2 separate regions of the Macaca mulatta genome follow, and region 1 is linked to region 2. Evidence: chromatin contacts called from public Hi-C data. All regions are on one chromosome and are shown on one strand. Each heading gives the region's core, a stretch centred on a gene start, on an enhancer-like site or on the middle of the called end of the contact. The rest is flanking DNA. Distances are from core to core; before and after follow the strand shown.

The links. Hi-C and Micro-C count contacts between places; a contact is called where the count stands out from the background.
Region 1: a Hi-C map of sperm shows a contact between it and region 2, with 2.9 times the contacts expected there. The contact joins the promoter of TIMM22 here to the enhancer-like site in region 2. A contact is called at or near these places in 8 of 14 Hi-C or Micro-C datasets (CD4 T cells, blood, cortical neurons and 5 more).

Annotation. Positions count from the first base shown.
Region 1 is chr16:2,534,586-2,538,165 of T2T-MMU8v2.0, forward strand. TIMM22 (translocase of inner mitochondrial membrane 22) reads left to right here and starts at 1,616. Exons shown (of 4, transcript XM_028835843.2): 1 at 1,616-1,871. The coding sequence starts at 1,634.
Region 2 is chr16:2,347,354-2,350,862 of T2T-MMU8v2.0, forward strand. It overlaps NXN (nucleoredoxin), which reads right to left. Exons shown (of 8, transcript XM_015118170.3): 6 at 2,943-3,122; 7 at 1,459-1,583. Among named protein-coding and RNA genes, the nearest start is that of MRM3, 23 kb to the left of the region's middle. Within about 2 kb of position 1,563, at least 9 of the 40 cell types and tissues checked have an H3K27ac peak or open chromatin away from gene starts, as enhancers often do.

The sequences.
Region 1 (3,580 bases), core at 366-2,865, 190 kb after region 2:
AGTACAGTTATTATTAAACATTACATTCTTGGCTCATGCCTGTTGTCCCAGCACTTTGGGAGGCCGAGGGGGGTGGATCATGAGGTCAGGAGTTCAAGACCAGCCTGGCAAACATGGTGAAATCCCATCTCTACTAAAAATATAAAAATTAGCCGGGTGTGGTGGCAGGTCCCTGTAATCCCAGCTACTGGGGAGCCTGAGGCAGAGAACTGTTTGAACCCAGGAGGTGGAGGTTGCAGTGAGCCGAGATTGTGCCACGGCACTCCAGCCTGGGTGACAGAGCAAGACTCTGTCTCAAAAGAATAATTTTTAAAAGGCAATAAATTATCAGTTTTTTAGCTGATTGTTAAGCATAGTTGTTATTAAAAATTACATTTTATACATTTATAATCAAATTACACTAAAAACAGGTAATGTGTGCTCAAAACTCACCACCTCCTAAAAGTTTTACTACACCGTACTCCTATCTATGCTGTTGAGGTTATTTCTATAGATTGTATCTGTGTGATAGAAACATTGTCTAACCACATACTGCTGTGAGTCTTCCCAATTCTGACTGATGACCTCGCTTGGTAGTTTGAAATCAGCCACTATGGGGATATTGACACCACTCAAGTCAGCAAATGCTATAAGTTAGGATTTTTTTTTTTTTTTTTTTTTTAGACCGAGTCTTGCTCTTGTCGCCCAGGCTGGAGCAGGACGGCGCGATCTTGGCTCACTGCAACCTCCACCTCCCGGGTTTAAGTGATTCTCCTGTCTCAGCCTCCCAAGTAACTGAGATTACAGGCGCCTGCCACCATCTGGCTAATTTTTGTATTTTTAGTAGAGACGGGGTCTCCTGCCTCAGCCTCTCAAGTAGCTGGGCATACAGGCGTGCACCACCATGCCCAGCTAATTTTTTTTTTTTTTTTTTTTTTTGTATTTTTAGTAGAGATGGGGTTTCACCATGTTGGTCAGGCTGGTCTCGAACTCCTGACCTCATGATCCACCGCTCTCGGCTCGCAAAGTGCTGGAAGACAGGCGTGAGCCCCCGCGCCCGGTCCAAGCATTTCCAGCACACGTTCACGCGTGTCTACAAAGCGTCCAGCACTCACCGCACCTTCCGGGACCACAGGATTTAACGCCTCCTCGCCCGATGACAGCAGGAGGCGGAAAGGGCAGCGAGAATGCTCGCGCGCCCCCTCCCGGCGATCCGGAGCACGGCAGCCCCGGAGCGCGCGGCCGCTCCTCGCTCCCCTCAGCAGCGCGTAGGAGCCCCGCGCGGGGCCGAGACGCGAGAGCACGCGCAACGCTTCCTGGGAAATGTAGTTGGATGTCGGATTGGAACTACAAATCTCTGTACTCACCGCGCTGCAGCCCCGACCGTGTGGGCGCTTTCTGGTGAATCTGAATCTCGTTTGTCTGTGACATGGGGAAAGCTGTTCAAGCCCAATTCCATTTTCACAAGAGGCTTTCTTTTTGGAAACACGATAGCGCTGTCGCTGATGCGCGCACGACGTCTCTTGCGGCCGCGGCTTCCTCTTGCTGCGAATCTGCCGTTACAGGCGGTGGCTAGTGTCAGGGCTCGCAGCGTGACGCTTGTCGAATCTGCTGCGGGGGGAAGGACGCGAGGGTTGCTTGGGCAGCGACTGTCATGGCGGCGGCCGCCTCCAATGCCGGGGCTTCGGCCGCTGAGGCAGCGGGTTCCGCCGAAGCTCCGCTGCAGTACAGCCTTCTCCTGCAGTACCTGGTGGGTGACAAGCGTCAGCCCCGACTCCTGGAGCCTGGGAGCCTGGGCGGGATCCCAAGTCCAGCCAAGAGTGAGGAGCAGAAGATGATCGAGAAGGTGATGGAAAGCTGTGCCTTCAAGGCTGCGCTGGCCTGCGTGGGAGGTGAGGCCGGGCGAGTGGGATGCTTGGGAGGCTGAGGGCCTGGACGGCAGTGGGGATCTCTGCAGAGAAGACCACGCGCCTGGGAGGCGAGGGACTGCGGGCCTTGACCTTGACCACACCCCCACCTCGTTCCGTGAACGTCACCTCTCCTGCCCCCTCAGCTCAGCTTTCTTGATGAAAATTGCATCAGAAAATTGCTGTGGTTGGGGCCTAAAAGTTATTACATGACATCGTGGCTCACACGGTGAAACCCTGTTTCTACTAGAAATATAAAAAATTAGCCGGGCATGGTGGTGGGTGCCTGTATTCCCAGCTATTCGGAGGCTGAGGCAGGAGAATCGCTTGAGCCCAGGAGGCGGAGGTTGCAGTGAGCCGAGATCGCGCCATTGCACTCCAGCGTGGGCGACAGAGCGAGACTCCATCTCGAAAAGAAAAAAGTGATTACATGGGTGACTTCATTCATCCGTTCATTCCCTTGAATTCGCTCATTCTCTTAAATCCTTCAACAAATCGTTCCTAAGCAACTATCACGTGCCAGGAGAGAGACAAGAGCCTGGTCTTCACGGGGCCGTATTATACTATGTGGAGAAGAATGTCGAGCAGGAACTCTGCAGAGGAATGATGCAGACATATGGAAATGCACATGCAGACGGCGCTAGGGCAGCGGTTGCTTGAAGTTTGGAAAACTGAAAGACCACTGTGACTAGACAGCAGCGAGCAAGGAGAGACGAAGTCTGCACTTGTCCTTCTACGTTTCCCTTAAGCTTTTTGGAGATTTGAGAATGTACGGTATTCCTTCTGTGTGCAGGGTAAATAGGTTGGCTCCATTTGCAGATGAGTTTAAGTCTCACTGAGAATGAAAGACATTTAAGAAATGAATGTAGTGAGAATGTCAATGAAAACAAGTGAAGTAGGAAGAAAGGTCTTTTTTTGTTGTTGAGTAAGACCATAGGTGAGACTGGAGCTGCGTCTTGAAGGATTGAGAAAATACAGGTAGGCAGAGTGGGTGCGGTGGCTCATTCCTGTATAATCCCAGCTCTTTGGGAGGCTGAGGCAGGTGGATCGCTTGATCCCAGGAGTTCAAGACCAGCCTGGCCAATATAGCGAAACCCCATCTCTACGAAAAATACAAAAATTAGCTGGTATGCACCTGAGAGCCCAGCTACTCGGGAGCCTGAGGCAGGAGGATCTCTTGAGCCCAGATGGTTGAGGCTGCAGTGAGCTGTGATTGAGTTACCGCACTCCAGCCTGGGTGACAGAACAAGATCCTGTCTCAAAAAAAAAAAAAAAAAAGGACTGGGCACATGGCTCATGCCTGTAATCCCAACACTTTGGGAGGCCAAGGCAGGCGGATCATGAGGTCAAGAGGTCAAGACCATCCTAGCCAACATGGTGAAACCCCGTCTCTACTAAAAATACAAAAATTAGCTGGGCATGGTGGTGTGTGCCTGTAATCCCAGCTACTCGGGAGGCTGAGGCAGAAGAATGGCTTGAAACCAGGAGGTGGAGGTTGCAGTGAGCTGAGATCACGCCATTGCACTCCAGCCTGGCAACAGAGACTCCATCTCAAAAAAAAAGGAAGAAAATACACTTAAGCAAAGGAGAAATGTTATTTCAAGTTTGGGGTTGAGTCGGGGGGAGATTTGGGCGTTTCGCTTACAGGCATTAGGGCAGTAGTTGATGTTTTTTACAAAGAGTAACAAGAGGTA
Region 2 (3,509 bases), core at 313-2,812:
AGTAGCTGGGACTCCAAGCAGGCAGCACCATGCCGGGCTAATTTGTATATATTTTTTGGAGACACAAAGCCCAGCCCAGCCAGGTGTGAGCCAGCGAACAGCCTCGGAGGAGCCCCTGGTCCACTCTGAACCTCGCCTCCCTCCCCTGTGAAACAGGACGGCGACTGTGTTCCCAGCCAGAGAGCCAGGGCCTAAGGAGACAGCCCAGGTGAAATACGCGGACCGGCCTGGTGTACAGAAACCTGCAGATGCTCCTTCCAGGCCTGACGCCTCTCAAGGCCGCCCCGCCCGTGCCGGGCCCTTGCAGTGCTGCAGCCATCTTTTCTCAGAGCCATTCTGCAGGGCTCAGAGTTCCCGCGTGTGGCGCAGCCTCTGGGGTTGGGCTTGGTGTGCAGTGGCTGCGGCCGCCCCAGGCAGAGCCTGCGAGCCTCTTTGTTCCCCTCCACCCCCGGGCTGAGCAGGTGACCGGAGCCGCCTGGGAGGGACGCAGGGGCTGGGCAGGGCCAGCTGCTGAGTCTGGCGATGATGGGTGGTGCAGGGTGTCTGGCGGCCGCTGCCGCCTGCCTCCTCCGTGCCTCTCCTGGGATCCGAACACAGCGTGAAATCAGCACAGGGCTCTGACCAACCGGAGGTACAGATGGGTGGACAGAGGGCAGGGGGTGAGGGCGGCCTCCAAAAGTGTTTGTCGGTCGGTGGGTGCGGTGGGAGGGGAGGGGAGGGGAGGCGGCGGCGCAGGGGTGAGGTGCGGAGGGGAGGGGAGGGGAAGGGAGGCAGCAGCGCAGGCGTGGAGGAGACTCCCGGCTGGAGGAACTCAAGAACGAGAGCCTGCACCTGCGCTGAGTCGCGGAGACGCCCGTCTGCAGGGTGCAGGGCGCAGGGTCCCACGCCCCGGATAATGGGGCACCTGCGGGAGGGCGCTCTGCTGAGAGCCCCACTTTCTCAGCCTGTGAAGTCTCCTGCTCGGTCCAGCCCTGCGGGAGACCTCGAAGAGGCAGCCTCGGTGAAACAGACGGGGCGCGGCAGCGATTTCCAACCTCAGCACTGACCGGCCGGCTGGGTGACCGCAGGTGCACGTGGTAGCCCCAGCCAGGACCCCTCTGATGAGATCGGCCCACTGCGGCCAGCGCGGAGGCAGGAACCCAGCGTTTTGTAAAGCCGCAAGGGCCTGGTCGTGACCCAGCCCCGAGGGAGTGGGTGTGGATCGCTCCGGCTCCGGCCCCGGCCCCTCTCCCTGGAAGCAGCTCCCGGCTCTTCCCCTGCGGACCTGAGGCTGCGAAGCCAGGACAAGAGGAAGCAGCAGGGGAGGAAACGGTTTCCCACGGCGAATGGCCACCTCTTCTTGCCACGTTTGTCTGCGGCCTGTCTCAGGAGCACAGGCAGCCCTGGGGCCAGGATCCCTCATGCGCCCGAAGTCCCAGCTGATCCAGCCCTGGGGGCCCAGCCTCTCCCCGCACTCACCTCCCCAGCGACGAAGAACAGAAGTGGCGCCTCCTCCTCTTTGGCTTTGTACTTGGCAATGATTTTCTCAGCTATTGGCTGAATCAGCTGCTTGGCTGCCTCGGACTCTCCGTCATCCTCAGAATCTGTGATTGGCATCGGGGGGGAGAAAGAGATGGGGAGGAACACTGGCTTGTCAAATAGAGCGGCACCCGCTGAGGGGGCCTGAGCTGCAGAAACGCCCACCTGAGCGGCCCCTGAATGGAAATGAACTTCCTGCACACACGTCCCAGCAGCAAAGCTCCCAGAGCTCTCCTGCACCAGGCTTGCCCACCCCACCCAGTAGCTCTGGGGCCCCAGACAAGAGAGTCTCGCCTGCACCAGGCTCACCACGGGGAACCCACCCCACCGAGTAGCTCTGGGGCCTCAGGCAGAGACTTTCCACTGAATTCCTCACAAACCCGCCCGCGAGGCTGAGCTTCCCCTAAGCCAGGACCTGAGGCGCCTGCTAGTTTCTCTCAGCCACAGAATGAGAAGCCACAACCTCGGACCTCCGACTTCCTAGTGAAACTGGTGGTGAGGGGGAGGGCGTGAGGACTGTGGTCTGGCGGTCAGTGGCTTTTTTGTTGTTGTTTTTTTGAGACAGAGCCTCTCTCTGTTGCCCAGGCTGGAGTGCAGTGGTGCCATATGGGCTCACTACAACCTCTGCGTCCCGGGTTCAAGTGATTCTCCTGCCTCAGCCTCCCAAGTAGCTGGGATTACAGACACGTGCCACTGCGCCTGGCTAATTTTTGTATTTTTAGTAGAGACAGGGTTTCACCATTTTGGTCAGCCTGGTCTCGAACCCCTGACCCCAGGTGATCCACCCACCTTGACCTCCCAAAATGCTGGGATTACAGGCGTGAGCCACCACACCCAGCCTCATACGGTAATTCTGAGTTGTTGGAGGGGAGCCCTAAGTCCAAGGCAGAGGACCAGGTTTTGCAAAAGGAACCAGGGCCATCCCACCAGACTGCAGGGAGCCTGTGTCCTCCTGGCCCAGCTGGGCAGTCACCCTCGGAGCACAGAGTGGGTGAGACGGGAGACCGGGAGGTGCAGGCGAGGACAGAGGAGCCAGGGCAGCCACGGGGCGGGAGCAGCTCACCCGAGCACACAGCACCGGCAGAAGCAGCCTTGGTGAGCCTCGGCCAGAGGGGCCAGCCCCCGGCAGCTGTGTGTGTGCGACCCGCCCCTTTCCAACAATGGGTCTGCGCATGGGGTCCCCAGGGCATCCTCGGCCTGACCTGTTCTGCCCAGCCGGCAGCTGGGGAGCAGCTAGGAGGGAAAGTGCAGCTGCAGCTCCCACGAGGCCATGAATAAATCATCGGGGTCAAAAGCAAGGCTCCGGGGAGAGACAAAGGCCCAGGCTTGCACTGCTAGTGACAGAGAAGCTGCAGGGACAGGCTCCTCCCAAGTGAGGCTTCTCCTGTCCCGCCCCCACCCGGGCCCCCCCGTGAGCTTCATACCTACAAAAAGGACGAGGCAGGGGCCCTCGTTGAGCTGCGTGGCGTTGGAGTCGGAGAGCTCCAGCACGGGTTTGGGGTGCCAGGGGAACTCCCGGCAGTCCTCGTCGTTCAGCACCTCCACCCGCCCCTGCCGCGTGATCACCTCGCCCTGCGGGTCCAGCACGATGAGCGTGGGGATGCCTGAGGGGAAGAGGGGGTGCTTGGCCACTGGCCTGGGAGATGCAGGCCCTGCCTGGCAGGAGGCTTGCGGAGTCCAGCCGGGGTCCCACCCACCACGGAGGAGCCCACCAAGGACCTGGTACAGGCTCACAATGAGGAGTCCAGGTCTGAAGTCACAAAACCTGGGGAGAATCCAGGCCTGGCCAGGGGGAGCCATGGAGCCCGCTCGGGTGGGCCTGTAACCTGTCACCTTCACATTTCGGGGCCTCAGCGTCCTCAGCTACAACCTGATGAGGGTGGTGTTGTTCCTACCTTATTCTGCTATGGAAAGATCAATGAGTTCACGCGGTTAAAGAACTTACACAGTTTGGGAGGCTGAGGTGGACAGATCACTTGAGGTCAGGAGTT